Linked DNA regions of Xenopus tropicalis: region 2 is linked to region 1. The links are chromatin contacts, called in public Hi-C maps. All regions are on one chromosome and are shown on one strand. Each heading gives the region's core, a stretch centred on a gene start, on an enhancer-like site or on the middle of the called end of the contact. The rest is flanking DNA. Distances are from core to core; before and after follow the strand shown. Region 1 holds the start of adcy9 (adenylate cyclase type 9). Region 2 holds the start of nlrc3 (NLR family CARD domain-containing protein 3).

Region 1 (4,029 bases), core at 433-2,932:
TAGCCCAGTAACCCTAGCCCAGCTAGCCCAGTAACCCCAGCCCAGCTAGCCCAGTAACCCCAGCCCAGCAACCCTAGCTAAGCTAGCCAAGCAACCCTAGCTAAGCTAGCCCAGTAACTCCAGCCCAGCTAGCCCAGTAACCCTAGCCCAGCTAGCCCAGTAACCCCAGCCCAGCTAGCCCAGTAACCGCAGCCCAGCTAGCCCAGTAACCCCAGCCCAGCAACCCTAGCTAAGCTAGCCAAGCAACCCTAGCTAAGCTAGCCCAGTAACTCCAGCCCAGCTAGCCCAGTAACCCTAGCCCAGCTAGCCCAGTAACCCCAGCCCAGCTAGCCCAGTAACCCCAGCCCAGCAACCCTAGCTAAGCTAGCCCAGCAACCCTAGCTAAGCTAGCCCAGTAACCCCAGCCCAGCAACCCTAGCTAAGCTAGCCCAGTAACTCCAGCCCAGCTAGCCCAGTAACCCTAGCCCAGCTAGCCCAGTAACCCCAGCCCAGCTAGCCCAGTAACCCCAGCCCAGCAACCCTAGCTAAGCTAGCAAAGCAACCCTAGCTAAGCTAGCCCAGTAACTCCAGCCCAGCTAGCCCAGTAACCCTGGCCCAGCTAGCCCAGTAACCCCAGCCCAGCTAGCCCAGTAACCCCAGCCCAGCAACCCTAGCTAAGCTAGCCAAGCGACCCTAGCTAAGCTAGCCCAGTAACCCTAGCCTAGCCCAGAAACCCTAGCTCAGCTAGCCCAGTAACCCCAGCCCAGCAACCCTAGCTAAGCTAGCCCAGTAACCCCAGCCCAGCAACCCTAGCTAAGCTAGCCAAGCAACCCTAGCTAAGCTAGCCCAGTAACTCCAGCCCAGCTAGCCCAGTAACCCCAGCCCAGCTAGCCCAGTAACCCCAGCCCAGCAACCCTAGCTAAGCTAGCCAAGCAACCCTAGCTAAGCTAGCCCAGTAACTCCAGCCCAGCTAGCCCAGTAACCCTAGCCCAGCTAGCCCAGTAACCCCAGCCCAGCTAGCCCAGTAACCCCAGCCCAGCAACCCTAGCTAAGCTAGCCAAGCAACCCTAGCTAAGCTAGCCCAGTAACCCTAGCCTAGCCCAGCAACCCTAGCTCAGCTAGCCGAGTAACCCCAGCCCAGCAACCCTAGCTAAGCTAGCCCAGTAACCCCAGCCCAGCAACCCTAGCTCAGCTAGCCCAGTAACCCCAGCCCAGCAACCCTAGCTCAGCTAGCCCAGTAACCCCAGCCCAGCTAGCCCAGTAACCCCAGCCCAGCTAGCCCAATAACCCCAGCCCAGCTAGCCAAATAACACCAGCCCAGCTAGCCCAGTAACCCCAGCCCAGCTAGCCCAATAACCCCAGCCCAGCTAGCCCAGTAACCCCAGCCCAGCTAGCCCAGTAACCCCAGCCCAGCTAGCCCAGTAACCCCAGCCCAACTACACCTCACACAGAAAGCTAACCCTCCCGCCCTTCTTTTTCTGGTCGACAAAGAGTTAACCCCCACCCTCTGCACTGTGTTCCATGGGCACCGCGGGTTTGCGAACATGTCAGAGAAATGGCAGAGAAGCGTGTCGGAAAATGCCCTCCCCGCTCAAAGCAACAACGTCAGGCGACTTGGAAAATAGATTGAAAGCGCCGCCGCCGCCGCTCACCCTTTTATACGCACGGAGCGCACCAAGTGCAAATAAAGGGGGGGGGGGGGGGTACCGGGAGCTTTACTTTATAGCTGCCTCTGCTTTTATTTCTTAGAATCACGTAAGTGTAACGGTCTATTTAGCTGTGCAGCCCCTTCTCCCATCCCTTCTGTCTCTGCCTGCCCCCTCCCGTCTCCTCTCCTCCTACTCCTCCCTCCCTTTTCGGCATAGGAAAAGCAGTCAGGAAAGGCAGAGAGAGAGAGAGAGCGGCCTGTCTGTGTGCTTCCCAGAGGCCCCTCATGGCTGGAGAGGCAGAGCCTCACATTCTTCGCTGTGCCCCCCTCACCATTCCCCCTGTACCCCAATGAGGAAAAGGCAGCGAGAAGGGGGACAAGGAAGGGACAGCCAACAACTGAGAGCCCCCAGCACACCAACAAGACCACCCTACTGGAAAAGCCAATACTTTTAAAGGATTTCAAAGAACCCCACCTACACAATCCAGAAGCTGACTGCCACCATGGATCCTGACTGCCACCATGGATCCTGACTGAATGATTCTGGAGTGGATTTTGGATGCTTTCCCCAAAGGCAGATGGAGCCCCCTGGCATATATATGTCTGTATCAGGGTTTCCTTTATGGCTTGCATTGGTGACTGAGCAGATCCTAAATATTTACACGGGCGAGGGGGGGCGCAATGATCGCCGGTGGGCTTAACAAGCACTCCTTATGCCTCTCATCTGTTTAGCGTAGATACATACATACACAGAGATGTATGCGCTGTGCTGCCTTATCCTGGGAAGGTCTGCCTCAGTCTGAATTGGAGATTGTACCGTGTTGCTGCATGAAGCTGCCAGGGCACGGCGAATGCACGGACTACTCTGCATGGAGATACAAGTGACTGGAGCCTTGGGCAAGCTAGAAGCTGTCAAAACCCTTCCGTTTGTCTGCAGTTGAAGGTTACAGCAGGAGGGGGTGGTAGAGGTGGTGGAGTGGAGTTGTTAGAGGGGGGAAAAGTCCCAGACAACTCTATATCAACAACATGGCTTCCCCTGTGAACCAGCAGCTGCTGCATCATACTGAGGTTAGGTGTGATGGGAGCGGGGACTGCAGCAGCGTGACAGTGAGAATTAATAGGCAGCACCACCAAGGGCCATCCAGGCGTTGCAAATACAGTATTTCATCCAGCTGCAGTTCAGGGGAGTCTGGAGTTAAAAAGGCCGGAGGTTCTGGGGGTGCCCGAAGGCAAAAAAAGCTTCCTCAGCTGTTTGAGAGGTCCACATCGAGGTGGTGGAATCCTAAATTTGATTCCAATAATCTAGAGGAGGCCTGTGTGGAAAGGTGCTTCCCTCAGACCCAGCGCAGATTCCGTTATGCTCTCATGTACCTCTCTGTGGCTGGGCTGCTATGGAGCATCTACTTTAGTGTCCACATGAAGTCCAAGCTTGTTAGTCACTTGGCACCTACCCTGTGCTTCCTTATAGTGTGCCTAGGCTTTTTTTCCTTCACTTTTACAAAGTCCTATGCCCGCCATTGCACAGCAATCTCCTTGCTTGTTACTCTGCTGGTATTTGCACTGACTTTGGCTTCTCAGTTCCAGGTGCTAAGCCCTGGATTAGTTAGTGACAGTCTCTTAAACCTAACATCCTCTACAGCAACAGATTTCTCTTCTTGCCTCTCTCAGGTGGGCAGTTTCTCCATATGTGTGGAGGTCCTGCTTCTCCTCTACACAGTCATGCACTTGCCTCTATACCTCAGTGCCTGCCTTGGCGTTGCTTACTCGATCCTCTTTGAAACATTTGGATATCATTTTAGAGATGAACGGTGTTTTGGCCCATTAGTGGGCAGAATGGCCCACTGGGAGCTTCTCAGCAAGGCACTGTTGCATATTTGCATTCATGCTATAGGTGTGCATCTTTTCATAATGTCTGAGGTCCGATCTCGTAGCACCTTTTTAAAAGTCGGCCAGTCCATTATGCATGGCAAGGACTTGGAAGTGGAGAAAGCACTTAAAGAGAGAATGATTCATTCGGTTATGCCGAGAATCATTGCAGATGACTTGATGAAACAGGGAGATGATGAAAGTGAGAACTCTGTGAAGCGCCACTCAGCCTCTAGCCCTAAAAGCCGCAAAAAGAAGTCCTCTATTCAGAAAACACCAATAATCTTTAGACCTTTCAAGATGCAGAGGATTGAACAGGTGAGCATTCTTTTTGCAGACATTGTTGGATTTACCAAGATGAGTGCTAACAAGTCAGCTCATGCCTTAGTAGGGCTCCTCAATGACCTTTTTGGTCGTTTTGACCGCCTGTGTGAGGAGACAAAATGTGAAAAAATTAGCACTCTAGGCGATTGCTATTATTGTGTGGCAGGGTGCCCTGAGCCACGGCCAGACCATGCTTATTGCTGCATTGAGAT
Region 2 (3,807 bases), core at 521-3,020, 180 kb after region 1:
GAGCGCAGAGAGGCAGGAAGTTACACAGGGCGACGCGCTCAGCAGGAAGAGGTGAGATGCTCAGAGCACTGGACCAAAGGGGAGGTGGTGGGTGGTGGGGCCCAGACACCGTGGTGCTGTGGGAGTAGAAGGGAGCACCCTGTTGATCAGCAGAGAAGAACAAGGGGCTGAGGTACAGCGATTAGTAGGGGAGATGGAGTAAGAGAGAGAGAATGTGGTAGAGGCATCACATGGGAACCCACAAAGGGAGAAGATTGGACCAAACTGGTGGGTTTTCATTTTAACTTAATTTTGTTGTGAGTTTCTCATTGTCGTATATTTATATCCTTCTAATTCCTTCCTGCACTCTCCCCCTGTCACTCACCCTTCCCTTCTCTATGCTTCTCCCTGTCGCTTCTCCCTTTAGCTTCTCCCTGTCGCTTCTCCTGTAGCTTCTCCCTTTAGCTTCTCCCTGTCGCTTCTCCCTTTAGCTTCTCCCTGTAGCTTCTCCTGTAGCTTCTCCCTTTAGCTTCTCCCTGTCGCTTCTCCCTGTCGCTTCTCCCTGTAGCTTCCCATTGCTTGTGTTCCTATTCAAGCCACATCTGTTCTTACTGTGCCAAATACCTTCTTCTTTTATTTAGATCTGCTCTCCATGTGTGTATGCCCAGTATAGCCGCCCTGTCTCCCTCCTCTCCCATACAGCCCCATTCCCATGTTTAGGGCCAATGTAAAGTGCCAGTGGGCCCAGGGAAAGATCTCATTGGTGGGCCCCCTAGAGCCTTCCCGATTTGTAATAGTGTTACTCTCAAGCAGGAGAGCTAGAGGGCAATAAAGTGATGGCCTGTTTGTACTAGCAAGCACAATTGGGGCCCACCTGCAGCTCCCTGAACTAACAGCCCTGGGAGTGGGTAAAAGGACCTTTTGCCCATTTAGTAAAACTGCCCTGCCCAATGTTATATCTTGTTCAGTTGCCCCCGAACCTCTCTCTCCTCTTCCCTATATCCCCAGTCCTCCTTGTCTCGTATAATTGCCCCCTGTTTCTTTCCTACACAGGTATTGGGTATTGTCTGGAATACTTGGGCCCTGGAGTTTTCTGGATAAGGGAATTTCTGATATTTAGATCACCATACTGGCAGGGTAGTGGCTTGCATCCGGTGCAATGAGGGTTTCCCTATGTGCAATTTGCTGTTAAAGGGCCACTATACCTTTATAGTTTCATATAAACTCATTATCAACCTCCCGCCCCTAGCCCTTCCAATACTGTATAATCCCATAATGAGAATTCAGAATGGGGTGTGTGTTATAGGATATCATTGGTGCTGGGCTATCCGTCCGGGCTGTAATGGCCCCTTCCATGTCAATACCCGGGGCAAAGGTTTACTGAGGCCTTTCCTAAAACCAACCCTGTCTACAGGGAAGCAAAAACTCAACATTTATCCCCCCCCAGGTAAGGTGAGCAGACTTACCCTTTAATGCAGACACATGGGAAAGTCAAAGACCAGAGGCATCTTGCATTTTGTCTACAGGTATAAATGTAGGTATATATTAAAGGGGTCATATACCCTTGGTGCATGAAATGCAATAAGTTGTGCAATAAATCTGGATGGGACATCATACAGCGGCTAATTGGTTGATCTGGTTTTATATTAATGCTGAACTGCCTCTGTATGCCTTTATCTGCTTGTACCAATGTTGTGCCCCATGTATGGCCACACTGGCCACTAAGCCAGTAGGAGAGACTGATAAAGCAACTGTCGAAAATGTGACTTCTTGTCCTGCCTTGTAGGTGATGGTAGGAAGATGATGTTTTTGCCCAGTGCCCACATAGGCATGTCACAGACCCCAGCCTGGCTCAGAGACTGCTCATTGGTATTGTGATATAATGATATGGAAGGTAAGTGTTGGTTCGGAATGTGGCCCTATTGGCAGAACAGACATTATTATTGCCTTATTGTAACTGCTTGTCCTCACTGTCACAGGCCTGTGGGTCTTCCGATACAGGAGGCTGCTGGTGCACTGTATCTGCCCGGACTCCTTGCAGGGGATATTGGTTGAACTGAAGGACCTCAAGGTACTGAATGAAGAGGAGATCCAGCGCCTGCAGGACATTTCATATCTCCCCAGCCAAGCAGAAGCCCTACTGGCGGCGTTGGAAGGGAAAGGCAAGAGTGGGGTTCAGGCACTTCAAAACTGTATAGAGAACAGCTGCACCTCCCTGTACCTGCGAATGCGTCACTATGGTATGGAAATGTCCTCAGCATTATATTCATTGGGCCGGAGTTAGACTGTATGAGGCCAAGGGCAATACAAGAAGGCAGTGACTCCTAATTTGTGATGAACTATAGCTATAAACCTAGTAGTAACTGGAAATACTGTAATTACATTGCTGTGGCTGATGGTGCCTCTTTTCTGATTTCCACAGATCCATTGGTTCTGAAGCATTTGGACAGCGTTGGCAGCATAAACCAGCCCCCATTGCTGACACAGCTGGAATACTTGTGGCTGATAGAGGGCCTCACAGACGCCCAGGTTCAGGAACATGACTTTGTGCAGCTGGAGTTAGGGCAAGGAGGAAGGGGCACTCTCAAAAAGCTATCTTTGGAGAAACTACTGATGCCCCTATCACGGGTCAGCCTGCCTCCTCGGCTCACCCTGACACTGGGAGTGGCAGGAGCTGGCAAAAGCACCCTAGTAAGACTTTTTGTTGAGAGGTGGGCCCGGAAGGAGTTGTGTTCCAACATCTCATGTGTACTTTCACTAGGGCTCTGGGAGCTGAATGCCCACGACAGACTTTCTGCAGAGCGACTGGTTCATCTATGCTGTCCACGTTACCTTGTGTCCCCTCCTGGGGCCCTTCTGATCTTGGATGGACTGGATGAATTACGGGCACCTTTGGACTTTTCGGACTCTGTGGCTTGCACTGACCCCCAGAAGGAGCTCACACCTGAATGTCTGATCACTAATATACTTCGGGGAAACCTGCTGGCAGACTGTTCGGTGTGGGTGACCTCAAGGCCCGGTGCAGCTGCCAAGATCCCTGGGGGTCTTATTGATCGTATGACTGAAATTCCAGGGCTGGGGGCAGGTGAAATTAAAGTGTTTTTGAAACAGTTACTACCAGAACCCAAAGGAATAGCTGAGCGGGTTTGGAGTCACCTGCAGGCCCATCATACCCTTATAGCACTGTGCTCAGTGCCCACTTTGTGTCACATAATGGGGGTCTCTTTAGGATTTCTGCTACACAGTCAAGATCCCCCGCACACAACTCTACCACGAACACTGACTTCCATATTCTCATGGTTTCTAAAAGCCTATCTGGGTGAAAAGGAGGCTTCAGAGCAGACTGGAAGTGTGAGAAGGACAGTTGCCAATTTGGGAAAGTTGGCTTTTCAGGGTCTACTACGGAAAAGGTCAGTTTTCTATGAGTCGGACCTGAAATCATGTGGGATTGATACCCCGTTCCCCCCAGGCAGTCTCTGTGCCCGGCTGCTTCCATGCCAACATTCCCTCACATGCCCAGGATTTTCTTTCTCCCATCTGTCACTTCAGGAGTTCTTGGCCGCCGCTCACTACCACTCTGCTGCTAAGCGTGCCATCTTTGACCTATTTGCTGATGGGGGCATGACTTGGCCCAAATTGGGCTTCCTCAACCATTATAAGAGTGCCGTGCAGCGGACTCTTCAGGGAGAAGGAGTGCTGTTTACCATCTTTCTGCGATTCCTCTCTGGTTTACTGTCCCCTCAGGTGCAGAGGGTGCTGGCAGGTTGCCTCCTGGGAAAGGAGGAGCCAGGTGGGTACTGTGGACCAGCAGCAGACTACTTGCAGTAC

The links. A called contact is a pair of places that touch in the nucleus more often than the background predicts.
Region 2: a Hi-C map of liver shows a contact between it and region 1, with 4 times the contacts expected there. The contact joins the promoter of nlrc3 here to the promoter of adcy9 in region 1. A contact is called at or near these places in 2 of 5 Hi-C or Micro-C datasets (liver and neurula embryo).

What each region holds. Positions count from the first base shown.
Region 1 is chr9:20,512,422-20,516,450 of UCB_Xtro_10.0, forward strand. It overlaps adcy9 (adenylate cyclase type 9), which reads left to right and starts at 1,683. Exons shown (of 14, transcript XM_031892851.1): 1 at 1,683-2,518; 2 at 2,521-2,634; 3 at 2,637-4,029. The coding sequence starts at 2,479.
Region 2 is chr9:20,694,645-20,698,451 of UCB_Xtro_10.0, forward strand. It overlaps nlrc3 (NLR family CARD domain-containing protein 3), which reads left to right and starts at 1,771. Exons shown (of 18, transcript XM_018097257.2): 1 at 1,771-1,873; 2 at 1,959-2,219; 3 at 2,402-3,807. The coding sequence starts at 1,867.